Linked DNA regions of Zea mays: all the other regions are linked to region 1. The links are chromatin contacts, called in public Hi-C maps. All regions are on one chromosome and are shown on one strand. The core of a region is the stretch at or near the end of the contact, and the rest is flanking DNA. Distances in the headings are between cores, read along the strand shown.

Evidence for each region. Hi-C and Micro-C count contacts between places; a contact is called where the count stands out from the background.
Region 2: a contact with region 1 is called in a Hi-C map of tassel, with 2.3 times the contacts expected there. The contact joins the promoter of LOC100281878 here to the promoter of LOC100383402 in region 1. A contact is called at or near these places in 2 of 25 Hi-C or Micro-C datasets (ear and tassel).
Region 3: a Hi-C map of ear shows a contact between it and region 1, with 2.8 times the contacts expected there. The contact joins the promoter of LOC100272824 here to the promoter of LOC100383402 in region 1. A contact is called at or near these places in 3 of 25 Hi-C or Micro-C datasets (ear, endosperm and tassel).
Region 4: a Hi-C map of tassel shows a contact between it and region 1, with 4 times the contacts expected there. The contact joins the promoter of LOC100191268 here to the promoter of LOC100383402 in region 1. A contact is called at or near these places in 6 of 25 Hi-C or Micro-C datasets (bundle sheath, ear, endosperm and 2 more).

Annotation. Positions count from the first base shown.
Region 1 is chr7:147,241,529-147,244,787 of Zm-B73-REFERENCE-NAM-5.0, forward strand. LOC100383402 (Flap endonuclease GEN-like 1) reads left to right here and starts at 1,486. Exons shown (of 8, transcript NM_001176057.1): 1 at 1,486-1,831; 2 at 2,121-2,315. The coding sequence starts at 1,628.
Region 2 is chr7:146,987,534-146,990,792 of Zm-B73-REFERENCE-NAM-5.0, forward strand. LOC100281878 (acyltransferase) reads left to right here and starts at 1,610. Exons shown (of 1, transcript NM_001154798.3): 1 at 1,610-3,259. The coding sequence starts at 1,685. The coding sequence ends at 3,118.
Region 3 is chr7:147,048,490-147,051,748 of Zm-B73-REFERENCE-NAM-5.0, forward strand. LOC100272824 (Hydroxymethylglutaryl-CoA synthase) reads left to right here and starts at 1,668. Exons shown (of 12, transcript NM_001147277.1): 1 at 1,668-2,044; 2 at 2,571-2,677; 3 at 3,031-3,163. The coding sequence starts at 1,979.
Region 4 is chr7:147,106,618-147,109,876 of Zm-B73-REFERENCE-NAM-5.0, forward strand. LOC100191268 (P-loop containing nucleoside triphosphate hydrolase superfamily protein) reads right to left here and starts at 1,473. Exons shown (of 7, transcript NM_001136702.1): 1 at 1,086-1,473; 2 at 9-130. The coding sequence starts at 1,361.

The DNA.
Region 1 (3,259 bases), core at 236-2,735:
GTCTTTGGACTAAGATAAAGTGTACTATTTGTTTTTAGAAAAGTTTAATATCTAATATGTAGACCATATGCTCATTTTTATATTAAATTTATTTTTATGAGTATCAAATATGATTGTATGATATGGCACTCTACGGACATTGTAGTAGCTTAATATAATACAAGATCCTTATAAAAAGAACTAATGAACAAATGAATAAAGGAATAGTGTTCGGTTTGGGTGATCCATTCAACGATTATTTTCTCCAAAGATTATCCAATTTTGGCACGAACTAATGACGTGTTTGGTTTGTAGAGTCAACTTATGTTTCGTAAGGTGATGTATCATAAGTTCATCCCATAATTTTTTATGGAATCAAATCATTCCTCATATATATACTAATTATTAGCTTATCATAAATGGGGTGGTGATGGATCAACTCATTCTATTCCGCAAACTAAATAAAAAATAGGAGTGAAAAGAAGATGGGCCAGAGTTGAATCCATACCATTTTGAGCAAATTTGGCACACATGACAGTCCGATGAACCAGCTCCTATCCTGCTGCAAATTTTTCAGCAATTCCACCTTTCTATCGTGGGCATAACTTTTAGCTCCGAAGTCCGATTTGATAATCTTAGACTTTTTGGAAAGCTTATAAAATTCTCTACATCTCAGAGTTAAAGCCATGTCAGTTTGAGTAGATTTTATATTGTGAAACACTTACAATTCAGTCAGCCCTTCCTCTCAACTTTGTCAACTTCACTTTGTTTTTGTGGCTTTGCATTCCACTTCTACTTATTGATGTGTTGGACTTTTAGCATGTATAAAGTGTCTTTAATATGACTTTGTACTGTCTTCTATGGATCTTATGATGTCTTCTTTGAGGTGTTGCATCCTCAGAGCCTCAGTCAAATCCACTTTGCATCCTGTCAACTACAACACACAAACACTTGAGAAACATTAGTCCACAAGATTATGTTGATCATCAAACACCAAAATCACCTAGCCAAATGGGCCGGAGTCCATTTTCCTTACAATGTGGAGTCACCTTATGCTTCGTATCATGAGTTCATCCCATAAATTTTTTGGTGGAATCAACTCATTACTCATATATATTCTAATTATTAGCTTATCATAAATGGGGTGGTGATCGATCAACTCATTATATTCCGCAAACCAAATAAAAAATAAGGAGTGAAAAGAAGATAAACCACCTCAACCCTTCCACAAAACACCCATATTTTAGCACACCATCGCAGCTGCCATTACCTTAGAAAAACAATTGCGCAGTTTTGCTATCCTCAAACCCCAATTGCAGAAGTCAAGAGCTGTTCTCTTCATCCTCCTCCAAAAGAGAAAAGAGAAAGTGAAAAAAAGGGGAAGAAAACGGCCAGAGCGCAGAGGCCCAGCTGGATCGGCACGAGCGGCCCGCGCGCTAACCCCACACACGGCAACGGGGCAGCCCAGCACCAGAGTCCAGACAGAAGTCGCCCCGAGGCCCGCAAGTTGCCAAGGCCACTCCCAGGCGCGGCGGCCGGCGCAAGTCTGAACTTCCCCGCCCTTGAATTCGACCTCCGCCACGACCGACGGCCCGAACGGCCGAACCCGACCGACGCCGGCGGGAGAGGCAGAAACGGAGAGAAAGAGATGGGAGTGGGGGGCAGCTTCTGGGACCTGCTGAAGCCCTACGCGCGGCACGAGGGCGCGGGGTACCTACGCGGGCGCCGCGTCGCCGTCGACCTCTCATTCTGGGTCGTCTCCCACAGCACCGCCATCCTGGCGCGCTTGCCGCGGGCGCGGCGCCCGCACCTCCGGACCACCTTCTTTCGCACCCTCTCCCTCTTCGCCAAGGTCCGGAGTCATGTCCCCCTGCTTTCCCACCTCTCCCCTCCCTCCGCCTCCTTCGCTCGGTTCTCGACTTCTCGTCCTCCCCACTTAAACCGTCTCTGACTTCCGCCCGTTTCTTGATCTCACCGAGTGTGTAGTGTCCTGACCTGCGCTTGGGCGATTCTGCATTCTGCAGTTGCTGCCTTTTGCTTTCCAAGATTTAATCTTGCTGGGGCTAATTACTGCATTGTTCGATTTTTTTTTGTTCCCGGATTCACCCGTTTCCGTTGGATTGTGTCTGCGATTCCTGCAGATGGGCGTGTTCCCTGTGTTCGTGGTGGACGGCGAGCCGTCACCGCTCAAGTCGCAGGCGAGGGCGGCGCGCTTCTTCCGAGGCTCCGGGATGGACCTGGCCGCGTTCCCGAGCACAGAGGCGGAGTCCAGTGTGACCGCTGCACCGGTCAAAAGGAGGAATGCTGCATTCACGCGATGCGTTGAGGAGTGCGTGGTAAGTTCCCGTGTCTTGGCAATGCTGGGATCCTTCGTACAACTTAGGGTTTAATTAGGATCTGCGTTGTTTAACTGTTCATCACGAGATTGAATGGTTCACAACCACTGTATTCCTCATCCAACACCACAATATCTTTTCGAGTAAAGTGCACTTCCGTCCTTAAGCTTGTGGTGCTGTGTGCACGTTTCATAAACTTTTAAAGTATGTCTGTTCGGGTTTATGTTAGGTCCGAAATGGATCAAAATAGATCCGATAACGTCTTTTCCTTCTTCTTGCTCGGTTTCTCATCTGATCCGTACATCAAAACTACAGCAATGAGGTGTGTGGCCGCACGCTTGCTTGTGGCAACTGGCAACCATGCTTGCAAGGACATGTGCCACCCAGGGCCTTGTGGGGAGTGTGAGCTCATGCCGAGGAAGATCAGTACATGTCATTGCAGCAAGACCAGGCTGCAGGAGAGGAGAGGAGGGCGAGCTGCTTGGACGCAATTCATGCAAGAAGCCTGATCTGCCCTCTGGAGACTGGACTGGTGTTGCTAGCGCGGCGCGGTTCCGAGCTCAGTGATGCCTCGGCTGGCCGCCGGTGTGGCCAGGAAGGTCGGCCATAATGACCACCACGTGCTCTTGGGACCCTGCGTCCCTGCCGATGGCCTGACTACGCCGAACGCCAAGACCTTCTCCACGACAGCGACGCCACCTGCAGCTTCTCTGGACGAGCTGGCCTGCTGGTCGCGGCCAGTAGGAGCAGGCCAGGATGAGGAGCACCAAGCTTATGAGCCCCAGCATCACCGCCGCCCCCCACCGAATAGGTACAGCACTGGCGACTACCACGGGGACTGCGCCGCCGTCCCGTTCGCCCTGGAGCCGCCATGGGCACGTGTTTGGAATGCAAGCAAGTGACATGTGGGGAGAAGGAAGAAAAAGACCTGCTATCGGATCTGT
Region 2 (3,259 bases), core at 360-2,859, 250 kb before region 1:
TGCCGATATAGCCGCCTGCCGGCTGCCGACATGGTAACAGCAGATTTCCCTATTGTTTTTGATGTAGCGGTCGTAGCCCACCAGGTGCCAATGGACCCCGTCCAGCGACACGGAGGGAGGCTGAAGATGAAGGAGATCGACTAGATTTTGATCGACGGACTGAGATTTTAGGTGTTCAGAAAACGTTTATTTTTCTAAACCGTCAGCGACATGGATAGTTTTAGTGTCTTGAAGTATCTTGAAGAGACTAGTTAAATAACTTATCAAGCTAAATATTGGCAACTTAATACTTCAACAGACTAACTATCTAATTAGCCAAGTTATCTAGCTTTCTAAATTGGCTTCATCACTAGCTAAATTTAGCTAGCCACTCCGGCTAGCCAAATTAATTTACGTGTTAAAGAGTCTGTTGGAATAAAATACTATATATATAGTTTAATATTTATAGAGAGTTAAATAAAGAGGTAAATATAGAGTAAAAAATAAAGAGTTTTTTGGAATAAAATACTATATATATAGTTTAATATTTATAGAGAGTTAAATAAAGAAGTAAATATAGAGTAAAAAATAAAGAATTTTGTGGAGATGCTCTTAGATTTTAAAGTATCCATGTCCTGCTGACGGTTGCGGATATTGTGTATTTGAGTTCCTTTGCGCCTATTTTTCTGTTTTCAAAGAGTGGCATGAACCCTTCACCAGTCAGTATAAGATCTGTGCATGCAGAGGGACCTCAGTCATTACTGAATACAACTGTCCATGATGCATGTGTCGCGGAACTCATGTGATACGGCCGTGGCCCCGTGGGCGAGGTGTAACGTGTAATCCTGACTCCTGATGACTCCGGAGTTTACCGCGCTGGTCCATGCTTGTTTTACAGACACCATGGCGTACAAGGACTAAACAGGTCATTACATTAACACTCGAATACTCCTTGTACTCTTAAGGCGTCATGGAGAGTGAGCAATAAATGAAGCGCAGCGAGAGGAATAAATCTGCTTTAGCCCTTTTAGCTACACTTCGAGGAACTAAGAGCATTTTTAAGAGACTCTTCATTTTTAGCTCTCTATTTAACTATCTATTTATTTTTTATAAAGATTATACTCTCTATATATAGCATTTTAGTCCAACAGACTATCTATCTAATTTGGTTAGTCAGGTGCATGGCCAAATTTGGCTAGTAAGATAGTCAATTTAGAGAGCCGGATAGCTTGGCGAGCCAGATAACTAATCTATTAAAGAGTTATTTTACTGTTGAGTAGTTAAAATTTAAACGCTGGGCATGAGGCCCACACGTTACTTAGGTGAGACGCATGGGGCGAGACAGAGTGTCAACGATGAGGCTAACATCAGATGCCCACATTAAATTTTTAATAGAGCAGAATATATATCCACGGTAAAAGCCAAGTCTGAGCCCCCACCCCCACCCCCCAAAAAAACGCTACTGCGCTCTACCTGCCAAGTGCCAACTGCACGATATTCACTCTTTCACTGTACACTGTCTCTGCGTGGGTCATAATATACTACTGACCCCAACCCCAAGCATTTGCTGCCTGCTGCTCTTCTGATGTCGAAACCCTCTATAAAACCTCGCCTCCACACAGTGTCATGTGTGCACGCTGTCACCGAGCACAGAGCCACAGACACAGGCACATAGCCAGCAAGCAAAGGCGTGGTGGCCATCGAAATGGACATAGCTCACCGAGACTACCTCCTAGTCAAGCTCCACACTTGCCTCGGCGTCGCCATCCTCCTGCTCTGCGTCCTCGCCGAGCTCTTCATCTTTGCCTTTCGGTGCCGCGCGGCGCTTTATCTCGTCCCCGTGGCAGCACTGCTTCTCTTCAACCGCTTCCGGCGCCGCGCCGCGGCCGCGGACATCGGGCTAGTGGACTTTTCGTGCCTGAAGCCGCCCCGCCGGCTGCGCATCCCGGTGGCGGGGCTGCTCGAGCACTTCAGCCTCATCGGCTGCTTCGACGACGGCAGCGTCGAGTTCATGACTAAGGTCATCGAGGCCAGCGGCATGGGCAACGAGACCTACTTTCCGCCATCGCTGCACTACATCCCGCCGGCGGCGACGCACGCCGACGCCATCCAGGAGGCGCACATGCTCTTCTTCCCCACGCTCGACGACCTCTTCGCCAAGACCGGCGTCCCGCCGTCGGCCGTCGGCGCGCTCGTCGTCAACTGCAGCGGGTTCTGCCCGGCCCCGTCGCTCGCCGCCATCATCGCAAGCCGCTACCGCTTGCGCGCCGACGCCAAGACCTTCAACCTCTCCGGCATGGGCTGCGCCTCAGGCGTCATAGGCGTGGACGTCGCGAGGAGGCTCCTGCTCACGCACGCCGCCATCTCGTACGCCGTCGTCGTCAGCGCCGAGATCGTCACCGTCGGGTGGTACAGCGGCAAGGACCAGGGCAAGCTGCTCCTCAACTGCTACTTCCGCACGGGCTGCTCCGCCGCGCTCGTCACCAACAGCCGCGGCCCCGCGGCGACGGTGCCGGTCAAGTACCGGCTCGCGAGCCTGACGCGCACGAACCAGATCGCCAACGACCGGAGCTACCGCTCGGGCTATCGCGACGAGGACGGCGAGGGCATCACCGGCTTCACCCTCGGCCAGGGAGTCGGCCGCATGGTGAGCGAGCTGCTGCGCGCGCATCTCGTGACGCTCAGCCTGTCCATCCTCCCATTGCGCGAGAAGCTGCGCTACGTGCTAGCGCTGCTCCTCTCGTCCCGCCGGCGCCTAGGCGGCAACAAGCTCTCCCGCCCCGCCGTGCCGCTGCCTGACTTCTGCAAGGCCGCGGACCACTTCTGCCTCCCGTCGTCGGGCAGGCCGATGATCTGGCGCCTGGGCCAGGGCCTCGGGCTCGGCGAGCGAGAGATGGAGGCGGCGCTGATGACGTTCCACCGGTTCGGCAACCAGTCGGCGGCGTCGCTGTGGTACCAGCTCGCGTACCTCGAGGCCAAGGGTCGAGTCCACGCGGGCGACACGGTGTGGCAGCTTGGCATAGGCAGCGGCCTCAAGGCCAACAGCATGGTGTGGGAGCGCGTCGCCGGCCACGAGGAGGAGCGCGAGCTGGGGCCATGGAAGGATTGCATCCACAAGTACCCTGTGACAGATACCTAAGAGCACTGCGACTTGGTTGCTTGATGCGGTGATCATCCGTCAGCATTCCAACTGGTAACTGGATCAATTGATGTTCTTGAAAAAGAAAACACTTCATGTCCGTACGCTATGGCATGAAGAGCCGTTTGGTTTCCAATACTA
Region 3 (3,259 bases), core at 418-2,917, 190 kb before region 1:
ATGGGGGCATGGAACGGCGCAACGCGAGACCGGGAGGCCAAAAGTGCCTTTTATAGGGTTCACGGTACACTTCGCGTCGTGTGCGGAGGGTTCTCGCAGCCGTTGGGAGATCCGGAGATCATGTGGCGACAAAGCACGATGAGTCTAGAGTATACTCCATGTTGTGCGCGGAGGGTTCGTGCAGCCATTGGGAATAAACCCGACCGACGAGGCACCATGGATGCCACACGGCTGAGCGAAGCATGTTGTGTGCCTGCGTGCTACGAGTGGATGAAAAAGGGAATGAAATGGAACCACTGGTTAGATTATAAAGAAATATGAGGATGCCTTTTTATAAAAAAATGACGGAGCATGACCGTTGAAAATGGTGCTTTAGTATAATAAAGAAATATGCAATTTATTGACATTCTATTTGTGTCATAATATATAGAATTAATGTCACGGTTTAAGATTTATGACAACCAGTTGATAAAAATCCTAACGTAAAAAAACACCGTCACAAATTTACTACAAGACATCTATATATTTCATGTCACAAATATATAACATTGCATTTTTAGTGTTGTATAGTTTTATGATATTGGTTGTTTGTCATAAAATCATATGCCTTACCACATGGGCAAATACCACGTAGCATCAAAATCCTATGCCATTATTTTCGTTTTGATTTTCTTTGCCCATATACTTTTTTTATGGTTGCAACCGTACAATTTTTTTCAGCCCGCACAATTAAGCCCATATAATTATTTTGGCCGGCACAATTCTGCCCACGTATTTCTACAACACACATATTTCAACCTATATATTTTTTCTAGCCCAATTCAACCTCTATACATTTTTTTCAGCCCATACATGTGTTTTAGCCCATATAATTCAGCCCACGCACATAGTTGGGACCTTGCAATTCAGATTAGTGGTCTGACCAGGAGGTAGGAACCTCGGAATTGCGAGTTCTAGACCCCTGCGCGCCAGGTGCGAGCACAGTAGCACACGAGTTATGAGTTTCGCGCCCCACCTCTCTAGAAAAAAATTCTGTCCACATGGCAATAGGACATTCTAACATATTTTTTTTAACAATTTTGATGTGGGCTGAGATAAATAATAGAAATATTAAAAATCTGGCCACATGAAAGGATATTTAAAATAATTTGTGGCACATCATAGACACACTAACATTTTTTTGACATTTTGATGTGCTGAGATAAATAGTATTCCATTCGTCCTAACTCCTAAAATATAGTTCTTCCTAGCCCCATCTTTTTTCTGTACACATTTATTTGAAGGATAATGAATATAAACATAGGTTGATTAATGAAAGTATATTTAGTCTAAAATGAATTATATTTTGTGATGGGGGAGTAAAAAACAAAAAAAATTGGCCACGTGACAATAGGACATGCTAACACATGGACACGAATATTTAAAGTAATTCAATAAAATAATGTGTGGCACACGAACTATGTCAATAAAATAATGGCACGATTCAAATAGGTGTAACGGCATTTCTCACATAAAAATTATAATAAAATAAATCTAATTAACGTACTTTAAAAAGTTTAGCATCTCAAACCTAGAATTGATTAGTAGGTTATTACTGTGGTTGCCTAAATGCTTAACAAAAATTGGTAAAAAGAGTAGGCGCCTCGAGGCGTTTGTCGTGTCTGTGTCTGAGTGTCTCTCACGTGCCGTGCCGGAATCTCGCATCGATCCAGCAGATGTGACAACCACCGCGCCGAGCGCGAGCTGAGCTGACGACGCTGACGCGGCTGAAAATTTCCACGAACACATAGATCCGCATCGTCGATCCATCCGTCCTCCTCCCGACGGTACGCCAGCCTGCCAGAGTCCGACGCACGCCTAGGGCTCCTGGACACAGCAGAGCCCACGCCTTGACTCGCTCCGTTCGAGTGGAGCGCACAGGCACCGGCCGGCGACCAGAGAGGGAGCGGATCGAGGGGGCTCGGCTTGAGTGGAGGAGATGGACCGCAAGGATGTCGGGATCCTCGCCATGGACATCTACTTCCCGCCCTCCTGCGTGCAGCAGGTAAAATCCTTTTCCCCCGCTAAGAACTGTGCGCGTTACTGTTTCTGTTCTGCTGTTACGAGCGCCGCTGTTGCGGGGCGACTCTAATGCTTCCGATCCGCGTCTCCGGGACCTTTTGCCTTGGCGCATTGCAGTGCGGGGGAAGATGGGGCTTCTCTGTGTCGAAGGATTGTGTTTCTTTAGGATCTGACGAAAGTATTTGGCAGATGGGTGTCAAGGGTGGAACTGTCGCCACTTGCTGTCTAAACCTTTATATTTTCGTGATTGCCGTGCAGCGTAATGTCGCTGAAGATCAAACCAATGCTAGATGTGCGGTTTTTAAGATTATATTCAAATATTTAAAACTCCAGTAAATTTGGAGAGTTTGACCTCCAAAAATCCGTGTACAACTGTAAATACGGGAAATTGAGCATTTCAAGTAAAACGCGAGAAGATTTGGCTAGCTGTCACATCTGCTGGTATTTGTTTCAACTAAATTGAGCATTTAGGCTCACGGTTTTCATTTAAAAATCTCATTTTAATGTAGGAAGCACTTGAGGCCCATGATGGGGCGAGCAAAGGCAAGTACACCATTGGGCTTGGGCAAGATTGCATGGCCTTTTGCAGCGAGGTGGAGGATGTCATCTCAATGAGGTATGTTCTTTTTAATAGCCTATAAATTAAACAAGAATGTTTAGCCTGCTGCATGTGTATATTCACATAGATCCTTTTCCCCGTCTAGTTCAGTAGGGCTGATTTGGTGACCCGGGATCCCGGGAGGATTGAAGGGGATTGAGGGGGAAATTAGTTTATTTCCCCCTCAATCCCTCCCAATCCTCCCGTGATCCCCTTATCACCAAATCAAAAAGGGGAAAAAATCCCCATGCATACATTGTGTTGTGCAGGAGATGCATATAGTTGGTATTCTAAGGGAGTATGCAGTTGCTGTTTTGGATATGGGTATACATTTTTGTTTGAATCCTCATTGAAGGGCTAATCGCTTGCAGTTTGACGGTTGTCAATTCTCTGCTGAAAAAATACAAGATTGATCCCAAGCTAATTGGTCGCTTGGAGGTGGGAAGTGAAACAGTTATAGACAAAAGCAAATCCATCAAAACTTGGCTGATGCAGATTTTTGAGGTTTGTTCATCTGACTTTGTAAATTCTACCAAGTAGCATCAGCACACATGTACAAATACAATATTTTCATGCTAACTACACCTCTTTTTGTAAAAC
Region 4 (3,259 bases), core at 223-2,722, 130 kb before region 1:
AACCTTACTTTAGCATTTCAGCAAAACTCATAGCTTCATCTACTCCTGGAATCGCATTTGTCAGTTCTGAAAGGAATCCCTCCATTCCTTCATTGGCTAAATCATCATTTTCTACCTTCGGGTCAATTTCCTGCAGATAAAGTTACGGAATGAGATTATTCAGCCAAAATACCAGCTGTAATAACATGAACCGAGCCATTTTTCGAAAACAAATAATCAAACTAAGGAAATAGCAGATTACTCTTAAAAAATAGAACTCATAGGGCAACAAATGAAACATGTTTTGCTATGTATATCATTTGTGAGAATACAAAGAAATGACTAAATAGGTTCATATCAGTACCATGCTTGTCATGGATGAAAATACAAAGAAAAGGAGGCAAATGCTGAATCTCGTGCTTAGTCAATGGTCATACATTTTTTTAATATCCAAGTGGAACATGTTCTAAGTGAAATTGCAATGGAATGGGTATTCTATAAGGCAACCACCTAATATGTTATCAACATCTTCCTAGAATAAAGAAAAAAATACCAATAAAGATTGGGTACTTCTTTTGTACAGGTCTGCTACCTATTCTTAAACTTCCATAATCGACTCAAGAAATAATGCAGAAATCACAGACATATCATTCACAGAGCATAATCACCACTTGGTATGGTTCACGAAGATGCAGGCCCCATCTCTGAGCAATAATCCTGTGACCAACATGCCACAAAGTACAAACACAAACCCAAACCGACCCCGAATTGATAACTTTGCATCTCGTATAGCCTGGCCTTAGGTAAGTTCCTATGACTTCCACACGTGGAAAATTATGGGCCACATGCGACTTCTCTCTCTGCATACTGCCTGTCTCCTCAGACAACCCTGCTAACCCCCTCACAAAAATTCGGTGAGGCTACAATCCAATCCAATCACCATTCGCCAGAACACGCAGCCTGCCCATCCAATCCTCACAAGCACCACCTCATTGGGTGGGGCAAGTGAAGACGACCCGGCGAGAAGTGTGGATTGGAGACGTAAGAAAGAGAATATAATGGAGGAATTTTGCTTTCTGTGTGTGTGTGCGCGCGCGCGCGTTTACCATGGCGTAGAGGTTGGTGAATCCGCGGACGAGGGTGGGAAACTTGGTGAACCGCTGCTGGAAGGCATCGCTGAGGTTGTGCGCGGGGTCGGTGGAGATGACTAGCACGGACTGGCGGACCCCCGCGAGGAGGACGGAAAGGATGGAGCTGCAGGTGGTCTTGCCTACGCCGCCCTTGCCGCCGACGAAGACCCACTTGAGGGACTCCTGGTCTAGGAGGTTCCGCACCGTGGGCTCCGGCGCGTCGCCGGCGTCCACCGCCGCCGCAGACGCCATGCTCCGATACCCGCGCGGTGATCGGGGTGGGCGATAGGACTTAGGAGGCAATGAGATCTGGCGGAGTGGAGGCTGGAGAGGAAGCGAACGGCGGTGGTGCCTCACTGGCGGCAGATGCGGTACTGGAATTGTCTACGTGGAAAATACCTTTCCTCCTTTGGACGTTTTCAACTTTAGTACGGTTAGTGGTACTTTGGTTTACAGCGACTAATTTTTAGTCTCTATATTATATTTTATTTTAGTCTATAAATTACTCTATTTAATTTCTATATTTGATAATTTAAAAACTAAAATAGAATAAATAAATAGACTAAAAATTAGTTCATAAAAACTAAACACCCCTTAATTAATATTTTACCTTGTTCTATGCGGCTAAAGGGCATGTACAACCCATAAGGGGCTCCGTAAAGTTATTTCTCTTTCTCATCTATACATATATCTATACATGCACTGGTTTAAATTTTGCAAGACTCACACAACCAAATCACTCCCACATCCATAACCTCCACTAAATTCATCAGACAAATTGCATTAAGATTTAACACATCATCAAAACTAATAGTTCAGATTGTTGGACTTCTCCCTTATTCAAATTCAATGAATAATATTATTTGGATCATCTCTCCCCTGCAATCGTGTCACCCCATCCTCCCCCTCCCCCTTGTCTCCGCCGCCCCCTCCCCTCACTCGTGCCACCACCGACAACCCCTCACCTCACGCCATTGTCACCGCCATCGTCGACTTCTCTCCTTATCAGGATCTTACCGTTAGCACAGGTTATATGCTAGTATAACTAAACAAACAACATCCTTATATACTACTATAAATCACCAGTTTCGACAGTGGTCCTAAGTCACGCACGAAGCGCGTAGGTCTATTCCTCTCCCCCTACCGGTGGACCGTTACCCATAGATAGGCCGTGAAAACCACTCAAGCCTTTATTAGTGGGTCCTTATCCCACTGATGGGCCATAAGAAACCACTCAAGTCTAACACGACATAAAGTCGCACGCGGCATAGCGCTCTCACATAGTACCACTCCGCTAGCTAAAGGAGGGTGAGCAACCGAGAAAGCTATTAAAAGGGGGTCAGATTCCTTTTCAACTCATAAATTTCTAGGCCTTTTGGCTAAGATAAAGTGAATATATGTTCTTGTGTGACGTCGCGGCGCACGGACATTGTACTAGTATACAAACAAATCGTCTATTTAACTATTTATAGAATATTTAGGCTCCCTTCATTAGGGCTCCTTCAAAAGTTCCCTCAACAGCTCCTTCAAACATTCTACTAAACGGCGGGCTCCTCTGCTAGCTTCTTTGTAAAAATAAAAGGAACCGTTGCGAGAAACCTAGCGAAGTCGGAAGGTCAAGAAGGAATCGTCGCAAGAAACCTAGTGCAGCTGGAGGCCCAAAAATAGGCTTCTTCGGCTCTTTTTCATTATCCTATCTCCCGTGAAAATAGCAGGAGCTATGTTTCCAACCAAATAAGGAAGAAACTATTTTTCTAGATGAGTCATAGTTAGAGCTAGAGTTGGTGATAGAGGAGCCCTATCAAAAAAGGGCCTTAATGCTTTCAATCCACCATGATCAAAGATGAAATGTTTTTACATACCACTGTGTTATTTTTGAACCAAATCAGATTGAACATAGGTAAAATAAACACAATTCTAATATTTTAGAACTATGAAGGAAAATGGTATTAATATTACATATATATTATATATACCATGTAATATAAGTCTTTTTATAATTCAAATAAATAAAATACAAGCAGATTGTTAAGATATAATAGCATGTTCATAATTAACCTAAGGGAAAGGGAAATAGAGTTTAACCTTTTCCTATAAATAATTTTGGTGGTTGAATGCCCAACACAAATAATTGGACTAACTAGTTTGCT